Linked DNA regions of Sus scrofa: all the other regions are linked to region 3. Evidence: chromatin contacts called from public Hi-C, HiChIP or PLAC-seq and promoter capture Hi-C data. All regions are on one chromosome and are shown on one strand. The core of a region is the stretch at or near the end of the contact, and the rest is flanking DNA. Distances in the headings are between cores, read along the strand shown. Region 1 overlaps TMEM135 (transmembrane protein 135). Region 2 has its middle 440 kb from the start of TMEM135. Region 3 has its middle 14 kb from the start of FZD4. Region 4 overlaps TMEM135 (transmembrane protein 135).

Region 1 (7,479 bases), core at 1,944-4,443, 300 kb after region 3:
ATATATAAACAAAATCAGTTTATTTTCTCATTGATTTTTTTTTTTTTAAGGTGAAAAATGCCTCTCATTGTGCTCTTTTCTTTAGGTTCATTGTAGGGAAGGAAGAAATTCCCACACATTCTTATTCACCAGAGGCGGCATATGCAAGAGTGGAACAAAAGACTGAGAAACATGAGGAAAAACTGAGAAGAATGAATATAATTGCTCTAGTCAGGAAGCTGGTGGATTCAATGTGAGTCTTTATCTTGATATTTTAGCACATTTTGTCACTGTTTGATATGATATTTATTTGTACCATGTCAAGGTATTTTTGTTTACTTTCAAATAATGAAAAAAAATTTTTATAAGAAATGTGCCTAGAGTTTTATAAAAAGGCACATGATGGCAAGTGAATATTATTTATTTCTGGCAGGACTGTAGACTGTTATATGCCTTTAAAATAGATTTACATGAAAACAAAATACTTTTCTATTTCAAACTACGCAGAGTTGCAGGGGGGCAAGAATAAGGAACTTCGGGAGACAGATTAATATATGCAAGTCGAATATGCCAAGTGTGCAAAGGAGAAAGAAAAGTTCTGAGAGAGATTCAAGAAGCTATAGGAATAATAGGCAAACTTTAAGTAAAGAATATTTTGCAAGATGGAAATGTTTTTAGGGCTTTGGAAATAAAATAAAAATTTTTTATTTGTATATTACACAAAGACATCTGTCTATGTTTTATACAAGTCTTCATTTGTATTTCACATATTTAATATATTTCAGAAAATAAATTTAATGGTTTCAATTAGAATATCAGCCAGTAAAAATAATCTCGTGATATTTTAGAGAGTGTAGAATGAGGAGGCAATACAGAAAGTCAGGGGATCAGTTAGAGGAAGCTGAGCCCTTTAGGAAATATGAAGACTTAGGTTTGACTCTCATTTTACCCCGCCCAGTTTTGTGTCTCTGAACAAGTGATTTAACCACTCTGCATCCCAAAGTCCTCGTTGGTTAACTGGGGCTAATAATCACTATTAAAGGAGTGTTGTGCGCATTTAATGAAATAACATAGGAGCTGCCTCACATACATGATCACCAACTAGGTGCCCCAAATTTTATACTAAATTTAAAGACTTTGTCTTCATTTTGGCATACACCATAGACAAAAGTAAAAAGAAAGAAAGGGATAGTAGAAGGCTGGAGTAATTGTGGTAGGGAACTTACGAAACCAGTTCAAATTATGCATTACCTTAGTGGAGAAAAGGGAGAGGGGATCCTGTTCATGGGACTCCTGTCAACAGGAATCACAGGGGAATGCAGAGAATGTGTGATGTGGGTGACAAGCCTTGGGTCTCCTGGCAGAACTTGTCAGAGTAGCCTCAGTGAGTCCGAGTCCGCTGGTGTGAAAGCAGGTGCAGCACAATACAGAAGCAGGGCAGATAATATAGGAGGTGGGCAGTCCAGCACTTGGGAAGCCATTTCAGTGAAAGACTAGGAAGGATTAAATGACAGCATAGTTGATAATCAGAATTTAACTTCACTAGCAAAGAGAGTGCACCGATTTCTCTGTAGTTCTGGTAGCAATGGCTGAGAAACACCTTTGAAGAGGACACTTAGAAGCATGAAGAGTGATGGTTTGCATAAGCCAGCCCTTCTCTGATTTACCTCTTTTCAGGCCCCTAGCTTTAATCACTCGACAGCCTCCCATGACCAGATATGTCATATCATTCTAACGACGTCAGGGCGCAGGTCAGAATGAACTGTTGCGGTCACCCTTGACTAGGAAAGGCTGCCTGTATGCTCCAGCTGCGGTGTGGAATTGGATTTCCGAAAAGGTCTTGATAATCATCAATTTGCAAATGGAATTAGAGAGATGTGGAGCCAGAATATCACTCTACAAGTTATTGTTGCAAACAGGAAAGAGTTAATGTGTTCCAACCAGGAAGATAATTAATTAACTGTGGTCTGAACGAATTTGAAAGACTGCTTACTTTGGAACATGAACTCTTCAGAGAGAAAGGGGGAAAGCTAAACCCACAGTGGATATTCTACTTGCTTTTTTATGCCGGGAGTGAATGAATGGTCCCAAAGTTGACCTACCAAGTAATTAAACTAAGTGTGTCTTGAACAGGAGTCCTCCCAGAAGAAAGGTTTACTAAGCACCAGTTTACAGTTAAATCACAAATAACCTACTTTTGATTTCTCACATGATCTTTCTACATTTATTTTAAAAGCCAAGTTTTAAATTCTAATACTGTATCATGTGTCTTTCCCAGATGTTTTCTCTCAAATATAATTAAGTATAAATTCCTGTAATCTGAGCGCATTTTCGTTATGATTTTTGTTCAAGTACTGACTTCATGGATGATTTATGACCGTTATATGCGACAATAAGCGATTTAAAGCTTCCAAAAGATTTGGCAGAGTATAAAGATAACATATACATATTTTTCATATTTAGTCACAAATATTTATCAATACGGTTTTTCTGTTTCAGTCAAGTATTTTGATTGCAGTCACGTATTTCACACAATATGTCAAATGCTGAGCAGCAAAGGAAAATCTGTTATCCTTGCTTCCGGATGTCCAAAGAAATCAGAAATACACACACTTAGAATTGAGTTGATAATGTTTTCTTCTTTTTTGGTTAGAACATTTTAAAAAGATCAACACACACACAAACACGTATATATGCGTGCATGCACATATTTTAATTTGTTTTTTTGGATTAATTTCAGATGTAAGCACGGACCAAGGCATAGGTGTTGCAAACACTATGAGGATAATTGCATCTCTTATTGCATTAAAGTGAGTATATAGAATCTACTTTAATAACCACAGGGAATGTGTATAGAACTTATTTATTAAAACATAATTTCAAGGTAAGTGGAAAAGTTGACCCTAATTGCCATTATTCTTTGCATTTAACTTGAAGAATAGACATTTGTGAGAAGTAGGTAACAATTTAACTTTTAGTATTCACTTAGATCCTTTGTTAAATAATCTTAAAATCAGCTTATTTAATTAGTGTAAAACTTACAAAGTAGAAGAGAAGGTGAAGCAGCAACAATAAAAAAGACAGAAAAATTTGTGCTTTGCAGTGTACCCTCAGTAGCATACATCTTCAGTCAGGACCCCTGGACTGTGCTGTGTGCTAGCCGGTCAGCAGTCACACACTGTATATACACTGCACAGTCTGGCCAGCGGCATTTGGTTTGGGACTTGAAACGCTGTTACATTTTTTAAGGCATGGTGGTAACTGGAGCAGGTCCACAGTTGTTCTACATTAAGAAAGTTAGTTCTGCCCACTGGCATAAATTCCCCACTCCCTAATATATTAGTGTACCAGTGCGGTGCTCCCCACCCATCCCCCCGCCCTGTGCCCACCCCCGACCCCCACCCCCACCCACTCCTGGTAGGAAGTGACTCTCATTGCCGTTAGTCTGACACAGGTGGCCACATCTGCTGCAAGTTCTTTAGTTTTGGATAATGCTCCACCAATCTTGATGCTTTAGAAAATTTATGTTCTTTCTTACAACATCTGATCTCCACCTAATTGATGGTGGGAAGAGCAGAGCTGTACGGCACCCCAAAGACAGACTCCTGACAGTCACTCTTAAAGGGAGGAACTGTACCCACATTAGTGCCTGTGAATGTGACTGCCTGGGGCCCAGAGCTGATGGTGACACTCACCCAAGCCAGACTTACCCTTAAAGTCCTTTAAGACAGGGCCAGGGGTAAAAGCAGTAGAGTATTTTTTTCAGTTGTGCAGTGGTTTCTGATAACTCTCCTTCCAAATCTGATTTCCTGCCCCATTTTGAAGTGGCACAAAAGGGGGTGGGGATGTTACTGGCAGCCTCAGAGTCTGCCAGCTTGAAGAGTTATTCTTCTCTCCAACTGGACAAAATTCTAGTTCATGGGGAGACTTCAGGGAGCAGAACTAAGAAAAGTATGCTAACTAAATCAGAGGGCTTTGAGAAATTTGGGGGAGAGGGGAGGTCATATTTTTAAAGAGTGTATAAGAGAGTAAGAGTTACTAAACAATGAAAAAATGTAGTCATTCCTTCAAATGTGTACCAGTACTATAAATTTGCTAATTTATGTACCAATTATAATACTATGTCCATGAATGTAAAATTATTTGGAGACCTTTGGGTGAGAACTTTATACCACAAATAGAGTAAAATATATTTTGACAGTGCACCTGATTATTCCATGGACTCAGTCACACCTCTTGTTAAATCACATCCCTGGGAGTTCCCTGGGAACCTAGTGGTGAGGATTCAGTGCTTTTACCCTTGCAGCCCAGGTTCCATCTGAGAACTGAGATCAAACATTAAGCTGTTGCATGCAGTGGCCAAAAAACAAAAAACAAAAAAAACCCATATCTCTGAGTCAATATTCAGATGAATTACATTCCCTTCAACTCACTATACACCATTCACACTAACTTTTTGTTAGTACCCGCCAGTCTTTTTTGGCATTGTACTTTTTGTGCAAGCTATCTGAAATGTTTTTCTCAGGCTGGCTCCTTCTCTTTTGTGTCTACTTAAATGCCACATCCTCAGCAGCTTCCCTCGCTGCTCAGTCTAACACAGGTCACCCTGGCGATTTCCCTCCCAGTGCCCTGATGATTTTCATCACAACACTTATTGTAATCTGTTATTATTTTATGTTTGTTTCCTTATTTTCTCTTTCTCTAATGAGCATGGATGCTCCATGGAGGCAAGAACTTTGTGCCCTCTTCAGACTCTATCCCAAGCATCTAGAGTAGTTTGGCACAGGAGAGGCATCCACAGAATCTTTCCAGGATACGTGAAAGGGTGAACGATGGAGGGATGAATAGATCTCTTGAAAACAGCCTGAAACGACTGAACATGATTGTGATCTGTGAGCCCTTAGGTTGATGTTACGAGATTATCAACGACAAGTTCGAAGTGTGACCATTTCATGCATGAAACAAAACGCTAGGCAGTTTCAGTTCAGCAAATGCATGTTCATTCATCCTAATTGATTGGACAATTCCAATTTCCATGGTTTAACCAGGTATTAGGTAGTTTCAGGTAAATTAATGAATGTTTCTTCATAGTAATTCAGTGTTTTTCTAAAAGAGAAGGCTGCTATCCAGAAAATACAAACCTGACCTTTGCACCTTAGCAGTAGACACCGCTAAGAATGTGACTTTTTCCATTCCGGGGTGGGGGGTGGGGGGGGCGAAGGAGCTGGAGGATGGGAGACCAGCACTACACTGTGTAGTTGAATCCTGGATAAAATACTCTTCTTTTTGATAACATTTTGTTTCTAGATAACTGGAGTTTTTCAGTCTCTCAGTGTTAAGTGACATCCAACTTCATCTTCCTAGAAACGGAAATCAAATTGTCCACGTTAGTCAGCCTTGTCCGCTCCCTTTTACACTATAAATAGTTGCGGGTCACAGAGAAGTGTTGATAGCAAATGTGGATTTATAGCGTATTTGCTTTTCCAAGTTTCATTTTGTTTACCTTCAAGCTACCGTTCCCTAGAGATGTTTTAGCCTGACACATTGAGTACAGAACTAATAACCTAGATAGTACGATTTCTTTTCCTGGGAAATTCTTTAAACCTGATCACTTAAAAAGTTGATACCAAAGGTCTGAACAAATAATACAATTATTTTTCTGTCTAAAGAATCCCTACTCAAACTTCTTAATGATTAAGAAGTGTTTTCTGTTAAAATTTCCAAAAGCACTTGGTTTTGCTAACTTTTTTTTTTTTTTTTTGAATTTCGGTGCTTTTGTTTCTAAACCTCAGTTTGTTACTTAGGAAATATAAATCCCAATTACTGTTAACAAAATGTCAAGAAGTGGAAGTTGGATCACAGACAGGCATGGCCAGAGCTTTGGAAACTTTTTAAAGTCTTTGCAAGATTTCACCCTTATTTTTAGGGCAATTGTTTTAAAATTGTTTGAGGTTTTAGGACTTAATTTTGAAAACAGCTGTGATAAAAACTGGTCTTAATTTTTTTTTTTTTTTAGTGCTGTTTTGATTCCCAGACAATATAACATTTATATCTATCAGACTTTAAAATTTGGTTATAAATCAGAATTTCCTCCCAATTTTCTCTAGGGTTTCATCAGAATGTTTAGCGTGGGATACTTGATCCAGTGCTGCCTCCGAATTCCCTCTGCATTTAGGCATCTGTTTACACAGCCATCCCGGCTACTTTCTCTCTTCTACAATAAAGAAAACTTCCAGCTTGGAGCTTTTCTGGGCTCTTTTGTTAGTATATACAAGGTAAGGCTTTCAGAAAGAAAAGTGGGAAATAAATAACATGGATATTGTTAAAGTGAGACATGGGGGAGTTCCTGTTGGGGTAATGAACCCGACTAATATGTGGGTTTGATCTCTGGCCTTGCTTAGTGGGTTAGGGATCTGGAGTTGCCACGGGCTGTGGTGTAGTTTGCAGACACGGCATGGATCCTGTGTTGCTGCAGCTCTGATTGGACCCCTAGCCTGGAAACTTCCATATGCTATAGGTGCGGCCCTAAAAAGCCAAAAAAAGAAAAAAAGAGAGATCAAGAGATGGCCTTAGCAACTCATTTATCATTTTTTTAAAATCATTTTTCTCTAGTGTTTGTATCTTATCACCTAATGTACACAGTATATTGGGAACAGAGGTTGGAGATAGTTCTTCTTTTAAAATGCTATTTATTATGCTTGAAAGGATAGATATATTTACTTCTTTCTTCCTATCTTCCTTTCTTTCCTTTTTTCCCTTCCTTCCCTCCCTTTTTCCCTTCTTTTCTTTCTCTCTCTCTCTCTCTGTCTCTCTCAAAATGTTATGGCCACATTCACGGCATATGGAAGTTCCTGGGCCAGGGATGGACTCCAAGCTGCAGCTGCAATTTTATGCCACAGCTGTGGCAACACCAGATCCTTGAACCCACTGCACTGGACTGAAGATCGAACCTATGCCTCCACAGCGACCCGAGCCGCTGCAGTCAGATTCTTAACCCACTGTACCACCAGTGGGAACTCTAGGATACATTTGCACTTATACATAATACTACAAGATTTTCAAAAATTCATTTTCTTTTTTGCAAATATGTAGTCACTGAAAACATAAGAACTTCCTGATGTCTAACATCAAATGTGATGTTAATATTATACATGGTCTGTTTTTCTTAATCATATTTACTACCTGGTTATTAGTTTCAGCATTTCCATACCCTTCTAGCGTATATCAATCAACCCTCGATAGAACAAGGAAGGATTTTCTCTTGTAACTTATATAACCAATGCCTTATTTTCCATCTTCCACCCGCTCACTTTCTACTGGACTCCCTCAAATAAACCAGTTTCTTCCACCTCTTTCTGTATGTTCCTATAAATGTATCCACGCCAAAGTAAGAACACACCTAAACACACGTGTAGGGATCATCCACAACACAGTACTCGGTAATTTGGCGCAGTAGCCTTTTTTTTTTTTTAATGGGAATCACTAACATGTAAGTCATGT
Region 2 (6,694 bases), core at 1,836-4,335, 480 kb after region 3:
CAAGCTATGGTCCCTTAATTCCTGTTTAAATATGTCTGAAATCTTGACATTTTAGGAGTCAACTAAAAAGGGAAGAAGGGTACCACTAAGATGAAATAGTTCAATTTCACCTTACTGTCCTCTCTTAATTAATTTCAAGGTGAAACTCAAAGCGACTGTGAAAAGGTGGAAAGAAAATGAGATACTTCAAGCCTGTTCTATTTTTGTTCTCTGAGCTCAATATCTCTTAAAATTGGAAGGCAGAATCCAGGTGTTAGCCTGGTATTAGCCTGGGGAAATGTGAGAGTGGAGGTCATGCAGTAAAAGGGCACTAAACTATGCATATTGCATGAGGAATTAATTGCCAGGAGCATGTGAGAAGAATTATGGCAGTTAATATCCAGAGCCTGAGCAAATTCCAGTGTGAGAAAACTGTCACATATCTGTAAACATAGGAGGGTTCCAAGCCAATGGATAAAAAAGAGATTAGCTTTTGTCTTCATAAATGACAGAAGATGCTTTGAAGGGGAAAAAAAATCACCAAAGATGGACAGTATTATGTAGCCAAAATATTTTCAAATTTAATTTCTGAACCATGATCATGGTCACTGAGACCTTTTAAAAAACATAGCAAGGGCACCTTGCATTGTCTTCTGGTTTTATAGTACCCCTTCCAATCAAGCTTACCTATTTTGTAAATCTGTGCTGTAGAGTGAAGATTCAAGTTTATCATCCAGAGCCTGAGGCACTATTAGATCCTAAATGCAAAATGAGAATTCAATTATGTTCTCTCCATCCTATTTACTAAAGCAGAAAATTGGAATTATTAGTCTTGGAAAAGCGTTTCTCACTTGTGGGTGGGGAGGGGAAACAGGGCTACAGAGCACATCACACTCTCCCAGAGGGTTATGAAAATATGTACTTAGTATTACATAAATTTTAAAATTGAGAGACCACAAAAAGCCATTATTTTTATTATAAACTACAACAGAAAAGCTGAAAGAAATGTTTTTCATATAAAAAAATAAACATTCCTCTGTCTCTCAGGGATTCAATTAGAGGATAAGAGCAAGGCCTCTGGACACATGCAGGGAAGGGGAAGCGTTTTTTATGTTCAGCAAGCAAGTACATAGATTAAAAAACATTGAGAAGCATGGGCCCACAACAAGGCCCATATGATAAGATACAAGATATAAGATATAGATATAAGAGTGCCATATTTACCCTTCACTTATTTGGAAAATTCAATCAAATGGAGACTTCCTATCCATTTTAACAGAAGATCAACTGTACCTAGTTGATTTTTTTTTTCTTTTTTTTGCATTGTTTTTGGTAGTATATAGACCTGACCTTCATGATAATGGTCTGTTTGAAGCCAAAGGGATTCTTTATGGCACTGCAGTTCTTCCACCGCTGGGGGCAGTTTGTCGGTACAAAAGAAAGAGGAATTACTGAGCACAGATGTCCTTTTTGATTTGATTCTTAGCAAAATGGGGTAATGGACTGCTCACTAATGCATGGAATCTGTAACAAGTCTTCTTTTGCTTTGCTTGCAAGTAAGAAATGTCTTTTCTCTCTTCATTTCTCACTAAGCTTGTTTGGAGAAGTAATGACATTAAGGAATTCTCCGTGTTAAATTTGTCCCTGCTTCCAAATCTGGCACTGTTCAAGGTTATAAAACCATTCAAAAATTTGAGAAAAGGAAGAAAAGTAAGTCATGTAATTATCCGATAGTTTGAAGAATAGTGGTTTCAGCTATGTTTTCCTTAAAACTCCAAGATCCTACACTACAGTTTAAATGCAGAATCCCTAACTTATGCTTAATCATTCAAGAATTTTCATCAGCCAAGTTTGTAGGCAAATGTTATATTCTCTTTAAGAATCATATCTTTCTTTCTCTTTTATTTTACCCTTTTAAATCTCAAGAGTGTGCTTTTAATAAAAACACTTCTAAATGTCCTTTCGATGACTATGTCTGCTGTATTTGGCAGAAATGTGTCCTCTGAAATGCATGTAGAACCATACGGTAGTCCTTCCATTAAAAGCAGCAGGAACACTGTACTTATTTAGGAGGGTTCTGTGTTCATTCCTGAGTTTCTCAACTTAGAAAGGATTTGGAGAAATACAGAGGAGGCCAAAAAAATCAATAAAGAATTGAAAGGATCTGATTTCAAATGCATATACACTTAGGGAAGAACAAGCGGCTAACAAAGGTGCCATACGAAGATCTAGACCAGTACTTGTCACTAGCATTCTGAGCGACGCTACCAGCTCTTTCATGAGAAATGGCCACTTCAATGAATAGTTTGGTTATTGATAACCATCCTGGCATAGTAATGGCTCCCACAAATATTCCTAACGCTTCCTGTGCCAGGCATTGTGACATGAAAATGCAGGGCTAGACATCACATCACAGTATGACTGTGTCCTCCTGGGCCTGACCCTGGAACTGTGTGGGCAAGACTTCCTGGAAGGAGCTAGAAGCTTGTCTGTGGAATGTTCTTCCCATCATCAGACGTGTAATGTTGCAAATAGAGGATTCAGTTCTCACTAATGCCTACTCATGACCATTAATAATAGAAAAACAATTATTTGATCAACCATGCTAGACAAGGTGTTCTTTTTTTTTTTCCACGAAGAATAACACGATAAAATTGTCATATGAAGAGGCAATCGAAGAGTAAGTAAATAGAAAAAGCATGTAGAAAGAAAGTATAATGGAGGGGGATCAGTCATAGTAAACACGTTATTTTCCTGGATTTGCTGATGTTTGTGGTGTTTGTCAGCTTTTTAAAATTTGCCATTTACTGGAATTTCTTGAAAGTTTTCCAAAATTCAAAATAGTTTAAACTTTGTCCCCAATTTTCTATTTACATATTTTTTAAATTCTTTTCACTCAGAATGACCCTTGAAATTGTGTAAGATCCAGGACTCCTCAAACTTGGATTTGTAACTATAAATTACGTTCTCCTAGTTTATAATGCCAAACCCCACACTTTTTGTCTGTCTTGATGTGTGTGCAAAGGTTTGAAACACACCCTGAGGAAGGCATTTCTCAAGTGTCTCTGGACAGCTCATCTGTTCTGTCGGCATCCTCACTGTTTGCACAATTTTCCATTACTAAGTCCTGGGCCTTGACAGGGCTCATGATTAAGTGGCTCATCCAATATTTGGTCTTCAGTGCTGTCCAAAAGGATTAATTCAACACAATTTATAAGGTGGAAATAAATCTTGTTAATTCAAATGAGCCTAAATAAAAGTAAATCTTTCCTGCTCTTAGAGACAATAACTATGAACAAAATAAAATGAAAAAGAATGTAGGGACTGTCCCTCAGTTAATGAAAGGAGTAGTCTTGTTTGCTTTGGTTACTGATGTGTTTCCATGGAGTCTTATCTTAACTATCATTTGAAATATATTTAGCTACAACAACAAGAAAATAGAGAACACAATTCATCATGTAGCTGCGGTTAGCCCTCAGAACATAATGGAGCCACAGTACTTTGGTTCCCAGTGAGTGATTTCTCTTTGGAGCTTGCTGAGAACTCAGATTCTCTTAGTACAGATATCAATCTTAATTGAATAGACATGATGACAAAACACAGACAATAGAACAGAGGGGAAAGGGCAGCTAAAGAGCTCTGCTTGAGTGAATTTCAACTCAACACAAGCTGGAGAGGAGAAGCCAGTGAGGCAACAGATCCATTGTCATGGATCTCAGGGGTGACAGAAATAGTGCTCTTTCACAAATGCTGGCCTCTGGAAGTTGTGACCTCAGATCAGAATTCTGAGTTCTTCTGTGCCGTGCACCTAGGGCCTTGCAACACCCACGAGCCCACCTGTGCTGTGAACGCATTATTAGGACAGCAGCTTCCTCTTTGATGTCCAAAGCCTATTCAAAGAATCTTTGAGTCCTTCCCACCTCTCTCTTCACTCAAAACTTAACTTCATTTCTTTGTACCATTACTGTTTTCGTGCTTGTGCTGTATTGGTTATCACAGTGCCTGCTGTTACCTAGGTACTCAAACATTTGTTGAATAAATGATCATGGTCTCCTTATATTAATGATAGCAAAATCTGTTATTGGTGAAGGTGAAGAAAATTATATAACACAGTAACAGTAGGTACCACATATTGAAAGGCAAACATCTTTTACACATTGTCTTTTTGAATTTTCACAGACTTTTTTTCAAGGTAATTGTAACATTTCAGAATGCTGAAACTCAGAAATTAGGTAATATATCAAAAATTATACAGCTAAGCTCTCTTTTGGAAGGGATGGGAAATCTAAGAACGATGTTATTTCTGTATTCATAATCTACAGAATAAAATTGTTTTGTATATCACATAAGCGTACTGTATTTAATACATCATACATGTATATGTGTGCATGTATATGCATCTATTCTGTTTCTTTTACCATAATATGAGCTCAATGAAGGGAGAGATAGCTCCTATTTCATATTTTCAAATATTTTTGGAATCCACTAGTCTAGTAAATTCATCAATGGACCTTTGTTTTTGCTTGAAAAATCTGTGTGGACATTTTATCACGTGGGTGCTTGAGACCAGCAGAATGTGCAGGTGCCCTGATTTGAGGCGGGTCAGTTAAATTATATTTAAAGAATTTAATGTCAAGCATTTAATGTCCAGTAATGTGCAGAAAGATACCAGAATAGAAATGCTAAGCCTCTTATTTCCAGTGGGAAAGTATGCATAAATTAACTTTGTCATTGGAAAGGAATGGGCTCATTAAATAGGTTATAGCTTTGCAACTGACTGTCTATCCATGTACCCAATAGTTAGGTTCTTTTTGTCTTTTTTTTTTTTTTTTTTTTTGCCATTTCTAGGGCCACACCCACGGCCCTAGAGGTTCGCAGGCTAGGGGTCTAATTGGAGCTGTAGCCAACGGCCTACACCAGAGCCATAGCAACACAGGATCCTAGCCGTGTCTGCAACCTACACCACAGCTCACAGCAACACTGGATCCTTAACTCACTGAGCAAGGCTAGGGATCGAACCCGCAACCTCATGGTTCCTAGTTGGATTTGTTAACCACTGAGCCATGATGGGAACTCCTCAATGGTTAGGTTCTTAAAAAGCATCTTTATTTTAGCAGAAGTTTCCCTGAAAACAGAGCCTGAGTAAAACGCGTGATCCTAGGAGCAGAAGTGAGAGAGAAAGGGAATGAAGAGAGAAAGAAAGCCAATACAATGAAGCTAATACAATGGCCACTGTTACTCGTGACTGGTTGCTTAATCCTGTGGGAGAAATTATGTCTAAAAACCATCCACGGAGAAAGGAGAAACCTCTATCTATTAACTTCTCTCTCCACTGGTCAAGGATGGCCGATGTGATGTTAAATCCCCTGCTTCTGGATTGTGATAAGATGAAGCAAGGGGTAGGGTACAGTGAGCTTGGGAGTGGGTGGGGGGGAGAGGGGGGAGTTCCCCAGGGATGAAAAAACCAGGTGGTTGCAGCAGTGGCTGGAATGAGGGCTGAAGCTGAAAAGATTTTTAGTGGCACTCAAGAAGTGTCAGATACACTTGGGTAATTAAAAATGCTTTTAGCAAGACTGATTTACATTTAAGAAATAAAGAAAAAGCACGTGATAGTGAGTAGATTAAAACATGTTCTTTTTTTATCATTACATTAATATGAACAAATCACTAGCTTATGGGGAAGAAGTAAATATAAAAATAGTATTATTCAAAATTTTCTAATAATGTCCAGTTGATCCAGATGACAACAGCATAAATATATTAGCGATGTCAATCTCTATTTTACATATTAAAATAATTTTTGAATATGAACTTTTTGTCACAAGCAATGACAGGTTCAGACCAATGATGTCCTGAACTTGATGCTTTTGTTAATATTGGCTATATCGCCAACTCTTGTAGACAATACATTCATCTGATGTGGGCAACAACTTTGCTCTTACTGAAGTGAAAGCTGACAGGCTCTTGCTGCTTCTTTATCCCTGGAATGTTAACTGATGTTTTCCAGTCTAATATGTTTAACTTAAAACCTAATATTTTATTATACATTAAAATAAAACACTGGAGATACATGTGCATTTATAATCTATGTATATCTGAACCTTGTAGAGTAACATGAAAACTGGGGATGCTTTTGAAGGTGAGAAAATCACTTTTCATTATGCTATGCATGTGTTATGCTGTTTTTATTTCATGACTTAGCAGCCTTCTTTAACAACACTGCTTTCTAATATAGTCTAGTGACGGAAATAAACTTCCTAGAGATCTCCACGATTCACTTTTGGATGGGAATCCTGATTTACCATTATAAGATCTTGTTTAAGACTGGGCACTTGGTATACTAGATGGAACCTACCATAAAACTATTAGACCTGGAGAGGTTATTGTCAGGTAAAGGGAAAATAAAAACAAAAGGAAATACCTAAAAGTAGCTCACAGCAACCTTACATGTGAATGATGGAGAGCATCTGAAGAAGGAAAGTACAAATTTTCAGATCATAAAACACACTGAATATCAAACAGAATTAATAAAAATATGTCAATTTCTAGACAAAATAGTGAAAATGAAAAAAAATGTCAAGAATATAATATTAAAAACTATTAGCGGGAAAAGAAAGCTTGCCTTCAAAGACACAGCAGTTGGATAAATGGTAGATTTCAGAAAAGAAAGAATGAATGTGGGTAGAAAATAAAGTAATATTGTTGGAGTGCTGAG
Region 3 (6,668 bases), core at 3,334-5,833:
GATATTCCAGCTCTGGTGGCTGTTCTGCCCCCCTGGTTTGTGACTCCAAATAAATAAAAATACGCTTATACAAAAGGCTCAAACACTTCCCGGGTCATCTGATCACTGCAACTCAGCAAGCAATAAAGACGGTGGCTAATAGCTCCAAGAGCTCCATATGGGACCCCCCAGGCAATCCCTTCAAAATGAACAGAAGAGAATCCAGTCCTGGCTTTGCCCAGGGCAAGCTCTGTGAGCCTGGGCAACTTACTTAACTCCTCTGGGCCTCAGAGTCTCAATTATAAGATAATATAATGGGCTAGTTTATCCTTTCAACAAATACTTAATAAACATCTATTTTATGACATGCCTTGTGAAAAGCAAAAGTTTTTTTAAAGGACAGACACAGTCCCTGGCTTCAGGGTGCCTCGAAGTTTAATGGGGTCCAAAATGTATAGTAAAGAAAAATGATAATATTTTTAAGTGTGCTAATGGCAATATGTGCAAAAAATGCTATGGAAGGAACTAAGGTCAAAACAACTCAACCTAGCAGCTCATCATTAGGATTCGTCCACCTCTAAAAGTCTGTTGTGTGCATGGCCTTTTTTTTTTTTTTTTTTTTTTAGGCTGTGGCCACAGCATCTGGAAGTTCCTGGGATCAGCATTCAGATCAAACCTATGCCATAGCAGTGACAACCCCAAAACATAAATGGATCACAGCCCCTTAGCTTCTCTTTACATTGCAGACCAGACCTATATGTAGGTGCCCTAACAAAGGACAGTGGAGAAAAAGCAACAAGGCTGCTGCCATATTAGCCTCTCTCCTAAAGCACTCAAGAAGGTGTGTCAACTCGTATGGAGCCAATAGAGATTATGAACACTCTTTTGGCCAGCAATTCCAGTGATGCTTAATCCTTTGAGCTCATAGATCCATTTACAAAAGTTTGGACCATTCCCTCTGCACCACCACCACCCCTGCCGCAAAAAAAAAAGACATATATGTATGTAAAATACTTCCTGCATTAACCCCAGTTTTTTAAAGCCCTATTTTAGGCCATAGCTCCCCCAATTATAGAATCCTACAATGTTGGACCCAGACAGAAACTTAGAGATCATTTTTGTGAAACCATTATATTCCTCGGGGAAGGAAGGCTGAGGTCATTTGGGATAATAAATGGCTCTGTACATTTTCAAAGACCTACTCCTCTGATCGTCAACTCTACCCTTGAACAAGCTGCCCCCCACCCCAATTTGCTCCTATCAAAACACTGCAGCCCGGTGGGACAGTGTCGCCCCCCAGATGGCTGACATCAGGACGACAGTGAACAGTTGTGTGGGGCACCTGACAAACCAGGGAGTTGGGCACCAGAGCAGTTCTTGTTCTTGAGATGATCACAGGTGTCCAGGGGAGACACACATACAACTAGCAGAACGTAGAATAACATGTGAACTTATGGGTGTCTGAGAGGTGACATGGGGGGGTGGGGGCACGATGTCTGCTGGGTTGGATCAGTCAAGGCTCCTAGGAGAGAAAACCCAGAGCTGTGGAGGGACAGAGTCTGCGGCTGAGGGGACCAGCATGTGCCCAAGGCGGAGAAGCGCAAAACAGCCTGAGGTACACGGGGAGTTGGAATTGGTCAGAACAGACGTGTCTGAGGAAGAGGCAGGAGGTAAGCCTGGAAGAGAGGAGAAGGGCCAGATGCTAGAGGCCTTGGATACCACACGAAGGGCTCGGACCTAAGGAAGAATGTCAGCCTGGGTGATGGATGAATAAGTCTCTTCCTGGGGATGGTGCCAAGAGGCCAGTTATCCATCTATCCCAGACGGCCTTCTGTGGGATGAGGGTGGAAGTAAAGTTGGGGGGTGAGAGACTTTCTCAGATCCCTATCACACTCTCTTTAAAAATCAGCCTCTGCCCAACACTGAGAACACAAGAAGAGTCCTGTAAAGTGTTCATAAAAGATGAGGCAATCAGCCCAAAACACGTCTCTGAAGTATCAGTGGGATTTACTCACCAGAAAAGTACCATTCTTTTCCACTAAAAGATGGCCACACAGGAGGAGGCCTTCTCACATATATGGAGAAATTGTTTTCCTTTTTTAAAAATCGAGGATTTCCCAGGTGGCCTAGTGGGTTAAGGATATGGTATTGTCACTACTCTGGCATGGGTTCGATCCTTGGCCTGGGAACTTCCGCATGCCCTGGGCAAGGCCAAAAAGAGACAGAAAGAAAGAAGAAAAAATCAAAACACAGGACTTAAAAAAAACCAAACAAACTGAAGTTAACCTGAGCACAGCTTGATATATTGATGTGTTTTTTTTGCAAAGTCTCACATTTTTCATTTATTCTCAAATTGAACCAGTTTAGTCTTAGGTGGTGGCTGGCTCTGAGGAAATATTAATCAAGGAGGAGAACATCTCCAGAAGTGCTTAAGGGTTGCCATTGCCACGTCACCTCTTCTCAGGATTCTAAGGCAATAAGGGCATTAAGAAGTGCTTGATGGAGCATGATAATGTGAGAAAAAGAATGTATATATGTTTGTGTAACCGGGTCACCATGCTCTACAGTAGAAAATTGAAAGAACACTGTAAACCAGCTATAATGGGAAAAAAAAGCATTATGTGTGTGTGTGTGTGTGTGTGTGTGTGTGTGTGTGTGTGTGTGCTTGGAATGGTGTGTTTTCTCCCAAGCAGATGCATAAACAAAAAATCCTGACCGTTGAGACTCTTCTAGGAAGTCATCTTCGACTCTGAAGGTGTCCTTCCCATATTCACCACTAGGTGTCATAAGAATCCCATTTTAAAGAAAACTTCAAACTTGCTGACCAAAGAAAACCATTTCCCCTAGCGTTTTTTTCAGTTAAAAAAAAATATTTTTTTAACAACAGCAAAAAATGCAAATGTTCAGGACTTATCTCTAGAGTAGATACATGATGATTTTAATTCCTCAGATTCCTGCAAATACGATGATCCCTACAGGATCACAACAAATAGATTTTTGTTGAAATAGCCACAGTAAACGTACATTGCACAGGAAATTCCATTGCATTTACACTATTTATTTAATAAAAATAATCTCTGCGATTATTTGCATTTATTTCTGAAGGAGGATGTTTTTCCTTCCTCAGAATAAGTTCAGGAAATGGGTGAAGTGTTCAGGAAGTTAGCTAAATGTTGATGTAAATCCAAAAGGAAGGTCTGTTGTTTCAAAAAAAAAAAAAAAGCTAGGAAGTGGTTCTCTCTCTTTCACTTATGGAAAATGTTATACAGAATCTCTGATTTAAAAGGAAGAGGACTAGGGAAAATGCGTGTGCTCACGATACCTTTTGCCAATGGATCTGGTTGGGCAGTCCAGACTTTGATAACAGTAGCCTGCAAAGAAAGCTGTGTAGAGAAGTAACATCTAGATGGGAGATGCGAACGGGATTAAGTTTGTAGGAAATGAAGCTCTTCCTATGGAACTAGCCCATAGGCTCTTCTGAGAAGTGTCTTGATAGGAAACCCTGAGCCCGAAAGACGTGGAGGGAGGGGCCCCTTAACACTCCATAAACAGCTAAACACTGGGCTCTCCTCCCAAGGCCCTCGTCCCTTCCAGCCACCAACCGCTGGTGTCAGGCCGGCCTGGGGGTGGGGGGAGGGGACAGTCTCACTGGGGAAACCCCAGCTCTCCCGGGTGCGATCTGCGGCAGCCCTGGAGTGACAGGGTCGTCATTTATCTAGAACTGGCAACCCAACCGGGGGAGTGGACTAGATCAGGTGTGCAGAGCAAACAGAAAGCTCCAGGGCTCTGAAAGGCAGGCGCTTTAGAAAGCACAGCTTCGGCTCACTGAACTGTGCGCAGAGGACGCCGTGTGTTGTGGTTTCTCTGAAAATCGCCCCCTCCTTTCCATCTCTCTGCTCCCCCCTTCGCCCAGGCCCTGGTGCTTTGTCGCCCACACCGGTCTGCCTGCCTCCTGCTCGCCTGTCTCCAGCCCACAGCCCCCGCAGCAGCCGGGGCCAGGTCTGCGAAACACCAGCGTGGACGTGCGCCTCCCTCGCCCTCACACTTGGGCCACCTCCCCTGCGCCTTTCGGAACTTGGCCTCAGCCCACCTTCCCTCCCACTGCGAGAGTCTCAGGCTCCAGTTACACGGGCCCGACTCGCCGCCCGCACCTCCCCACAGGCGTCTGGCGGCCAAGTTTATTCACACATGTCTGCCTCTCGCTCTGGGCGGGAGGGTGGGGTGTGCGCCTCACTTCCACGGAGCAGTCTCTTTGGGTTCATAGCATCACAGCACGAGGGACGCAAGAGAGCGGGTCCGGAGGACAGACGCACCTACGCACGCCACCTACGCGGGGCGAGGATCATAAATCAACACGTGCGCCCGAAAACACGTGCAGATGGAGGCGGCCCATCCTTTGACTACACGCCGCCGAGGGCACCTCGGAAATTTTGCTATTTTTGACATTCTGCACAGAGGATGGTGTTGGCGAGCAGACCAAGTTTGAGAAAAGGTCTGGTCCTTGGGAGGGACCTGCCCTTTCCTTTCTCTTCTTCCTCCCCACACGGTCACCTGTTGAGGCAGACGTGTCCTTTCGGGACCAAGTGGGATGACGCTGGTTTGGAAAGTGTTTTCTTTTTCCCACGGCACTCAGCGCTCAGAAGCTGTTCTACCCACACTAAACCAACAAGGCCCTAGGACTCAGATTACGAAGAAAGTACATAGCAAACATGATAGGAACCGTAGCGCTGATCCCTTCGCGGGTCCGAGTCCTTTAGCGGGTTTAGGGGCAGGTGCTTAGTTGCCATGAACTTCTGGAGCGAAAGGTTGTGCCTGAGGTATCTTGGGGAGACCCTCCCAGACTGGCACAGGGTGGACCCTCATTCAGCTCTTCCACAAATATTTACTAAGCAATAGAGGATTTGTTTTTCCAGGTTTGGAGTTTTAAGCTTGTTAATAACAGATGAATTCCTTCTCCGTTTCGTCATCTGCACTTTTGGACTCGAAGCTGGACCTTGTCTTTGCGGTTTTCTGCAATCACTCCCTCTCTCCCTTCCACAGCCCACTCCAGTGTTCTACATACTGTAGGCGCTCAGCGAATATTTGTTGGGGGGAGGAGAGAAGAGAAAAAAGGGAAGAGAAGAGAGAAGAGAGACAGCTTATCAACCCAGTAGGTAAGGTAGGTGATCACCCTCAAACCCATTTTGGAGACTAGAGGATTTTCTGCAGCTACCACCCAAACATCTTTTGGGCAAGAACAGCCTGTGTGATGGCTCTTGTCGTTTACATTTGGTGTCTTTTCCTGGGCTGGCCACACTTGTCCCCACAGCCCCTCAGCTGCCCCACCTATCAAGGTGAGACCTTCCTTCCATTCTTCCTCCCTTCCTTCTTCTCTCCCTTATACTTTACATAGATATTTCTGAAACTCGTGCCAGGCCCTGAGGACACACAGTTGGGCACCTTTGGGTGCTCAGAGTCATCTTCAGGTTGCTCAGTCCAGTGGGGCGACAGACATACGAATAGACCATTTTACAGATGGTACGACGAAGGTGCCCAGAGATGAAGGCACCGAGGCTTGAACCTACCTACGAAAATAAGGGAAGGGAGGCAGGAAGTGGCAAGTAGGCGGGTCGGAGATGATTTCCCAGGAAAGGTGACCCAGGATTTCAATGTTGAAGGAAGAACAGACACAGCCTCGTTGAAGAAAGAGGGAAGGGGCATCGCAGGCAAAGGGGAACATGTATGAAACGGCAAAGGGTGTGAAAGGAAAAGGATGGAATTAGGACAGATTTTTCTCTGTGCCTTATCAATCCCATCTCGGCTTTATACCCTACCTTTACCTCAGAGCAAGCAAAATGATGCAATCCTCTGGCATCTTGGAAAATTTAGATAGCCAATCACGTAATCTCTTAGAGAGAAAGGCATTGATAATGTGGGTGATCCTTGAGATTAAGCACGTTCTTGGGTGAAAACCGGATCGGGTGCTTACAGGGAGCCCTGTGGGAGGCTGATGAAAATCAGGCAGTGGCTGTGCATCGTCATAAATTAGGCTTTTTAATTCTCTCTCCCTGGGAGCTGGAGAAGTCAGAATCCTTTGCCAGGAGAGCAGATGAATCCATGGGTTCTCTTAGCCTAAGGACGAGACACAGGCAGGGGAAGGCAAGTCTATGGATTTCGGCGGTGGGGGAAGGTTCATTTTGAAAACTTTTGGGACTAAACCTCTGCAAGCCCAACATTTTCAAAACATTTAATGAGATGCTTCCAGCCCTCCACCCCAGCTGCAGGGTGAAGGAAAACTGAGCAGAGGACAACGCCCTTCTCTGAGCGTGGTTTATTTCTGTTCACAGAAACTCTGAAGACAGGAGGCCAAGGCTGACCTCTTCAGTCAAGAGTCTGCTCAACTTTAAAATTATGATTGCATGTGAAAGCTAAAATGGGAACGAGAGAAAATCAGTTCTCAGGACAGAAATGCTAAAAACCCTTGGGCCACATTCCAGTCAAGGTCCCGGCCCTGCATACAGAACTCCCATCGGGGGTGGGCGGGAGGCCAGCTAAGACCAGTTCAGATCAGTTGAGCGTCAGGGATCCTGGGCTTTATTCTAAAGGTGTCCAGCTTACAGATAAAGCCACTTAGCAGCGTGATTATGCTACATAACCCTTAAATGACAGAAGCTCATGGCCAGGTCTAGTTATTGAGCTGCTTGCCAAAA
Region 4 (6,951 bases), core at 3,790-6,289, 270 kb after region 3:
AACTCCACCATCATTGTGTCCTAACTCACTATCTGTTTCATCGCCTTTCTGAATAAATTTCATTAAGGTCACTTCCTGTACCAAGATGTCTGCAGGAACTCCAGCCGTTGTATCTGTCTTACAGGCCAGGAGGACGGCAAATGGCAAAAAAGAAAAAGGGAACTTCCTCTTATCAAAATCAGCTTTATTTAGAAAGAGCCCCACACAACACTTCTGCTCTCCTCTCATTGCTAAGAATTTAGACACATGGCCATACAAGCTGGGAGTTTTGATCTTTTATTCCAGATAGCAGCATGCCTAACTAGATAATGGGTTACTCTTACTAAAGTAGAAAGGGAAAATGGTGTCAGGTAAGTACCTAGCAGTCACCGCCCATGGAGTCACTCTTTTTTTAGTGCTGATTTTATCAGCACATTTTGAGCTGGGAATTTAAATAACTGACACAGGTGGAGACAAGGATTGAGAAACAGTAGAATGGGATTTGGGGACACACATGGCATGTGGTGAGAATAATGCAAAAAACAAGTTCAAGAGGGCATAAGTCATAATTGCTGTAGTATTCAATTACTACAAGGAACTCTTCCATAAGTGATAAGTAAAGGCTAATTATACATTCACATATTAGCAGGTTAATAAAAAGCAATATTTAAAATTAGATTTCTAGTTCCTTTATAGGGAGAGGGTAGATTAAAAATTTCTCACTTATCGTTTCATTTATTTAGGCCTGTAAGAAAAGATGATTATTTATTTATTTTTTTGGCCACACCCATGGTATGCAGAAGTTCCTGGGCCAGGGATCAAACCTGTGTCATGGCAGTGACAAGGCCAGATCCCTAACCGCTAGGCCACCAGGGAACTGCGAAAAGATGATTATTGAACTGAGAAAGTCCTAAATGATCAGTAAGAAATTCTATCCTAATTCTCCCTCTCTCACAGAAGCTAGGTGCTCGTGTCCACCCTGTTAAGAATGGAAGATGTGCTGCATCTTATTTCACGTGATTGTGGGATTTTATTATATATAAAAAAGAGAAAAAAAGTGTTTTGGAGGAAAAATGTTTCATTGGAAAGGTTTTTTTTTCCCCCACTGAAGATAATATTAAGCTGCAAACAGTTACTTAAGCTTATTTCTTGTTTTATTCACAGCTTGGATTTCATGATTGTTTTTGGTGATACATCAAAACTTTTCATGAAAGTAGAAAATTTATGCATAATATACACTTCAGAAAATAACCCATGAAACTAAGTGTCATGATCAGTCCTCTTATTTTCCTATATACGGTGTGCTCTGGAATACAGGATAACTATACAGGATAACTAAGTCAGGTCTTGTTTACTTTCATGGGAGATTAAGCACCTACTCTTTAAAAGATGACCTGAATATGAATATTTACGTGACTTGTTCATTATACACACTCTCAACTGTCACATTTTATTTTATTTTTTATTTTTTATTTATTTTTTGTCTTTTTGCCTTTTCTTGAGCTGCTCCTGCAGCATATGGAGGTTCCCAGGCTAGGGGTCAAATCGGAGCTGTAGCTGCTGGCCTACGCCAGAGCCACAGCAAGGGGGGATCCACGCTGCGTCTGCAACCTACACCACAGCTCACGGCAACACCAGATCTTTAACCCACTGAGCAAGGGCGGGGATCGAACCTGCAACCTCATGGTTCGATTCTGATTCATTAACCACTGTGTTATGACGGGAACTCCTCAATTTTCACATTTCAAATGACCTAAAGTTTCCTATAAATAATTTAAGAATTTGAACTAGAATGAGAAGACCTTCTGTAGCTTTATTTCACATGTATTTTGGGAATAATATTCTAACCTTAAAGGTGTTGAATGGATAGTCATGGATTTTACAGAATTCTTGTCTGTCTCTTCCTTGCTGTTACACACAGTTAGTAAGACCATTTCACTAGTGTTAATGTTCTTTGTTTTGTTTGTTTTGTTGCTTGTGGAAACCTGATTAGAGCTTTTCAGAGTGAACTGCAGTCAGAAGTGATTTATTTTGTGTATCTAAGCTGGATTCCAGCTGTTTGAGGTTTTTCTCTTGGATGTCTAGATTTCAGATAGCATCTAGATTTAAAAGACAATTTTGGTTAAGCTATCCCAGCAGTTTAAATTCTTTGTTTTTCTGAGTTTCTAAGAATTTTACTTAGATTTTTATGTTAAAAATCACTATTTATGCTTATCTTTGCTAGATTGCAAAATTTGCTTTTTAAAATGGCTAGTTTTAAGAAAGAATTGCAATGTTTTAAAAAACTACTCGTCATTTCTAATTTCAGTTAGCCAAAGCAATAGAATTCAGTCAGCTGTCTCTAAGAAATAAGCAATAGAATCAGTAAGCTGTCTCTACAGTATATAACAAAAGAACTTTTCCTTTGGTGCTTCTGATTCAGAAGGTACCTCTTAATGTGAAGAGGCAGACTTCCATTTCATGCATACCATATGATTTGTCATATCCTTAGTCTTTCCGTTAATCTTTGCTTTTTACTTTATTAACCAAAATATAAATGGTTTCACATCTAATTTTGACTTACCTAACTTGTCAAATTCTTGTTTATTATTTAAAATAAATATCATAGCCTTCTTCATAAGGCCATAAATTTAAACTTCTATGACATAATGTTTTCTGGAAAAGTATCAGCCATCATTATTCTTAGACTACAGATTTCTGCTAATGTTCTCACAAATCTTTTTTTTTTTTTTTTTTTTTTGAGAAATGTTCAGGTTTTCTCAGATTCAAATCATATGTACCTCAAGGAACATCTGTAAAAATCTCTGTTCTGTTTCTCTTACATAAACTCTCAGTTATAAAATGCTTTTCTTGTATCAAGTTACCTATCAGTTTACTTTTAAGAGGTCATTTGTGATTGCTTCCTTCTTGACTATAATCCTTAGAGGAAAACTCCCCTTGCAGATTATACACTGGCACTAAAAAAAATATGTCTGTAATCACAGTCTTATTGGGTTCAGTTGATCAATATCAACTCCCTTAGAGCTTCCCAGAGCTATCGTCTGGTTACGTTACCTTAATGTGGGTTTCTTTTAGGTTTTCATGTTCTAATGTCAATGAAGAGAAGAAAATTGTATCACACATCCTATTACTGCCCTATTAATTTTAATCCTTAAAAAGTCACTTATATATGCAGGCTGCAGTTATGTTTGAACTGCACTGTCCAGTGTAATAGTGGCAGGTCACATGTAGCTCTTGAGCACTTTAAATGTGGCTAGTCCAAATTTAATGTGCTATAAATATGAAGCGCACACCAGATTTTGATGACTTAGTATGGAAAAAAAATGTAAATATCTCATTAATAATTCTTTTATGTGGATTATTTGTTGACCTGGTAATACTCTGGATATATTGGGTTACATGAAATATATTATTAAAATTAATCTCATGTTTTTTATTTTTTTTAAATACATCTACTAGCAAATTTAAAATTTTGTATAAACAGCTTAGATTTTATTTCTGTTGGATAGCACTGCTCTAGCAGATAGAAAGACTAGAGATGATCTCGGTAGATGCTTTTGCTCCTGGCATTGTGATGATTCCTGTTGATTTGATTGATTCTGGAACCATCATTTTATCTTTGATGGTTGTGATGTTGCAGTCTCCATTTAGGATTTTACAGTGAGCTCTTCTGGAATGTAGAGCTCTTGGAAAATCCTTTCTGTTTCTCAGGACATGAACCAAAAACTACCTTTGCTTTGAATTTAGTCTTTAAACTTTTCCTTGTGCCTCGATCTTCGCATTACTGAAGTTGGACTTTTCTATCTGGTAGAGCTATTATCCTGCCTTTCTTCACCCTTTTATTATTAAAAACCTCAAATTCATTAATTTTATCTTGGGGCTTCCATTTATTCTATCCAAAGCTTTTAATCACTTATAATCTGAGTTCTCTCTTCAGTAGGTCTAGAATGCTGTAGTAGAAAGAATATAGAATTTAAAGTCAAAAGTCTTAGATTCTAATTCTGGTTCCTCCTCTAAAATTTATTAGCTGAGCAATCTGAAATAAGACTCTTTTCTTCCTAAACCTCAATCTTTTTATCTGTAAAGCAAATGTTGTGAGGATCAAATAAAACACCATATAAATGCTATTACCTACCCATGTTTTAGAGGTCTTGTCTTTTTTTTTTTTTTAAATGATTGTTTGTTTGTTCTTTCTTTATTTTTGCCATACCCATAGCATGTGGAAGTTCCAGGGTTCAAACTCGCCCCATAGCAAAGGCCTGAGCCACAGCACTGACAACCCTGGATCCTTAACCTGCTGAGGCACCAGGGAGCTCCCATCTTTTTAGTCTTCTCGACAGTAGTTGACATCAAGGGCACTGTTCTTTCCTAGTACCCTTTATTCCTTGCTGTTTATTTTCATATCATTTTGGATTTTCTCAATCCCTCACCCATTGACATTTGTGGTTCTACCAGTCTTTAGTCCTTCTAACAGACTATTTATTAATAAAAAATAGATCAAATATCTTACATAATATTGTTCACAAAACGGAAATCATCACTTGGAATTTGCACAAAGATTTTTGAAAACTGAGTTTATAGATTTTGGAAAAGGTTCCTAACACCGAGGAGGGGGAGGAAGGAAGATTCCACAAACTGTAGAAAAGGGAGAAAGGAACCTAACATCTATTGAATACCTGTCTTGTTCCAGGCATTGCTCTTGGCAGATGATTGTAACGTTACCTCATTTTAACTATTCCCTCCCTCCCATCCGATAGAGGAAGAAGCTGTAGATCAGGTATATGACTAACTTGCTTTTAGTTTATTTAAGTCCCTCCTTATTGTTTATCTGCATTTCCTCCTGGACATTGGTAAATACTGTTTGGGGCATTTGAGTTCTGTGCTCATGGTGTAGCGAGAGATGATTTCAGGTGTACTTGTAAAAGTGAATGAAACGAGTGATTTTCAGCAAGGATACCAGATATGAGACTTACGAAATGTATTTTGTTCTGTTTGGGGGAAATATAGGTCTCTAGACTGGTCTTTAGAGTGGGTGGAATGGGCGGTGGCAGTAATTCAGGAAGCCTTCCCCTCCTAGGCTAGAAATGTCAACAGGACTTTTAAGCCTGAAAGCTGCTGAACACTAAAAATGAAACCCTTCTCAATGTCTGATTTTCTTTCCCACATTCCCTCAGGGCCTGACTCTCGCTATTCTGCCAGCTACTCCCTTTCCTGGTAGGCAAAGCGAAAATGGTCATTGTGAATTTGTGACTTATGCCACCACCATCAGGGCTAAATCCAGCCTTATTTGAAATGTCTTCACCATGTGGCTTCTAACAGTCTCGTCCACTTCTCTAAAAGCTTTCCTGCCTGTCTGCACTTTTCTGCTTTTGGCCCCTTGATGCTCCACCCTAAACATGTCTCAGCCTCCACCAGGACATTCCTACCTTCTGACTTTCTAACTTACATTTTCTTCCTCAAGATGTTACTAAATATCTTGTCTTTTGGCAGATAATTCCGTACTAACTCAAGTGTAGAATTAGTAGCAGGGGTGGATGAACTCTTGAGAAATAAATACCGCGTTTTCAACCCCATGTCCCCTGTTAAACAAGGCTAGACATTCATAAAATATGCTTTGTTAAGTGCACTGGTTTCTGAAGAACTCTTTTTCCCTTAAAGAAGTCTAAGAAGCATCTGTTGTATTTCTAGAGCAAATAATCTTTAACCTCTCCTTTACTTTCCATTTGATTTAAATGAATGGATATTTGAGAAGCCCTTGTCTCCATGTTCAGGCCCCTACAATTTTCCTACTAAAAAAAAGTAAATGAAGTGTTACTATTACATCGAGTAATTTTATTTCAAGATAATTATGAGGATGTTCTTTTCTTATGTACTGTTATACGACCGTCTTTTGTGTTTTTACTTGACTCTCCCTCCTCTCTAGACTCTTGGAATTTTGCCGCTGAAGCTTGAATCCTATGACTTTTTTCTAAAAAGATGAGATGCAGAACAAGGGATGGCTTGAAGTCAAAGTAAAGTAAATTCCTGTATTTAAGTGCTAGCAACTGTTACAGGCTCCTTGAGACCAAAGCCTATCAGCCACTTGGCTGTTGGGTGACCATATGTTCTAGGAAAGGGCGCTGGACTAACTCTAATAATGTTGAATTTTAATTTACTGTCGACCAAAAAAAAAAAAGAAAAATCACCCTGTGTATTAAGAGTTTGTCTGGCAGGACACTGAAAGCATAAAATATAGCCTACACATACAAAGTTGTTGGAAAACAAAATACATTTTTCAAGTTAGAATCTTAGTGAAAAGAACCGAGCTAGTTTAGATTTTAAAGTTTTCCTCCCACTCTCCCCTATTGCCAACTTCCACAGGGACCCTCATTTTGTAGCAATGAAAAGGTTATATTCTGCATTTTAACATAATATTACTGCTTTTGACTCAGGAGTATTTCAGTTTACATACGCAAAGGAAAATATAAAATTACAAGGGATGGACACTATTTAGGGAGAGAATTAATATGTAATTAGAACTACTTAGATATGCCTGTACATCGCTTTTGCTCATCTCTGAAAAATAACATATATAATTCTAAAAGGGTGTGTGCGTGTGTGTGTGATCTTGTCAGTGTCTTTAATATATTTTTAAACATTTCTAATGTAGGTTCATTAAATGTTTGACATTTCCTTGTTAATATATACATTAAATATTCTAAGATATTTTCCCATAAAATATTGCACAAGTATATTCCACCTTTCAAAACTGGTAAAGCAAGATCATGTTGCAAAAAGGCAGCTGACAGAAAATATAGCTGGTACTATAAACATTATATTCTACTCTTAATTCAATAGAACTCTGATCATTTTTACATATAGAAGTTATTATAGCTAATGTAGAAATAGATAAGCTGCCTTGAAGATAAAATTTAATTTTGAACATTTGAGTATTTAATTTCCTCGCTTGTATTAGAAGTTATTTTACAATGA

What was found. Promoter capture Hi-C pulls out the DNA fragments that hold promoters and counts their contacts. Hi-C and Micro-C count contacts between places; a contact is called where the count stands out from the background. HiChIP or PLAC-seq counts read pairs in DNA pulled down with a chosen protein or histone mark.
Region 1: a contact with region 3 is called in a promoter capture Hi-C map of fetal skeletal muscle, with 4 times the contacts expected there. The contact joins two enhancer-like sites. A contact is called at or near these places in 3 of 5 promoter capture datasets (fetal liver, fetal skeletal muscle and liver), 32 of 47 Hi-C or Micro-C datasets (adipose tissue, alveolar macrophages, blood and 17 more) and 2 of 2 datasets of contacts at active chromatin or transcription factors (alveolar macrophages and skeletal muscle).
Region 2: a Hi-C map of subcutaneous adipose tissue shows a contact between it and region 3, with 2.0 times the contacts expected there. The contact joins two enhancer-like sites. A contact is called at or near these places in 4 of 47 Hi-C or Micro-C datasets (embryonic fibroblasts, mesenteric adipose tissue, retroperitoneal adipose tissue and 1 more) and 1 of 2 datasets of contacts at active chromatin or transcription factors (skeletal muscle).
Region 4: a contact with region 3 is called in an H3K27ac HiChIP or PLAC-seq map of alveolar macrophages. The contact joins two enhancer-like sites. A contact is called at or near these places in 2 of 5 promoter capture datasets (fetal liver and liver), 33 of 47 Hi-C or Micro-C datasets (adipocytes, adipose tissue, alveolar macrophages and 18 more) and 2 of 2 datasets of contacts at active chromatin or transcription factors (alveolar macrophages and skeletal muscle).

What each region holds. Positions count from the first base shown.
Region 1 is chr9:21,002,323-21,009,801 of Sscrofa11.1, forward strand. TMEM135 (transmembrane protein 135) reads left to right here. Exons shown (of 17, transcript XM_021062616.1): 10 at 86-232; 11 at 2,720-2,789; 12 at 6,087-6,254. It overlaps LOC110255411, which reads right to left. Exons shown (of 4, transcript XM_021062619.1): 4 at 4,963-5,339. Among named protein-coding and RNA genes, the nearest start is that of TMEM135, 260 kb to the left of the region's middle. Within about 2 kb of position 3,194, at least 4 of the 83 cell types and tissues checked have an H3K27ac peak or open chromatin away from gene starts, as enhancers often do. A contact at or near this core is called in fetal skeletal muscle, where this site is marked.
Region 2 is chr9:21,181,881-21,188,574 of Sscrofa11.1, forward strand. No RefSeq gene overlaps it. Among named protein-coding and RNA genes, the nearest start is that of TMEM135, 440 kb to the left of the region's middle. Within about 2 kb of position 3,086, at least 17 of the 83 cell types and tissues checked have an H3K27ac peak or open chromatin away from gene starts, as enhancers often do. A contact at or near this core is called in retroperitoneal adipose tissue and subcutaneous adipose tissue, where this site is marked.
Region 3 is chr9:20,704,103-20,710,770 of Sscrofa11.1, forward strand. No RefSeq gene overlaps it. Among named protein-coding and RNA genes, the nearest start is that of FZD4, 14 kb to the right of the region's middle. Within about 2 kb of position 4,584, at least 39 of the 83 cell types and tissues checked have an H3K27ac peak or open chromatin away from gene starts, as enhancers often do. A contact at or near this core is called in alveolar macrophages, fetal skeletal muscle, omental adipose tissue and 2 more, where this site is marked.
Region 4 is chr9:20,975,927-20,982,877 of Sscrofa11.1, forward strand. All of the region lies in intron 8 of TMEM135 (transmembrane protein 135), which reads left to right. Among named protein-coding and RNA genes, the nearest start is that of TMEM135, 240 kb to the left of the region's middle. Within about 2 kb of position 5,040, at least 10 of the 83 cell types and tissues checked have an H3K27ac peak or open chromatin away from gene starts, as enhancers often do. A contact at or near this core is called in alveolar macrophages, omental adipose tissue and retroperitoneal adipose tissue, where this site is marked.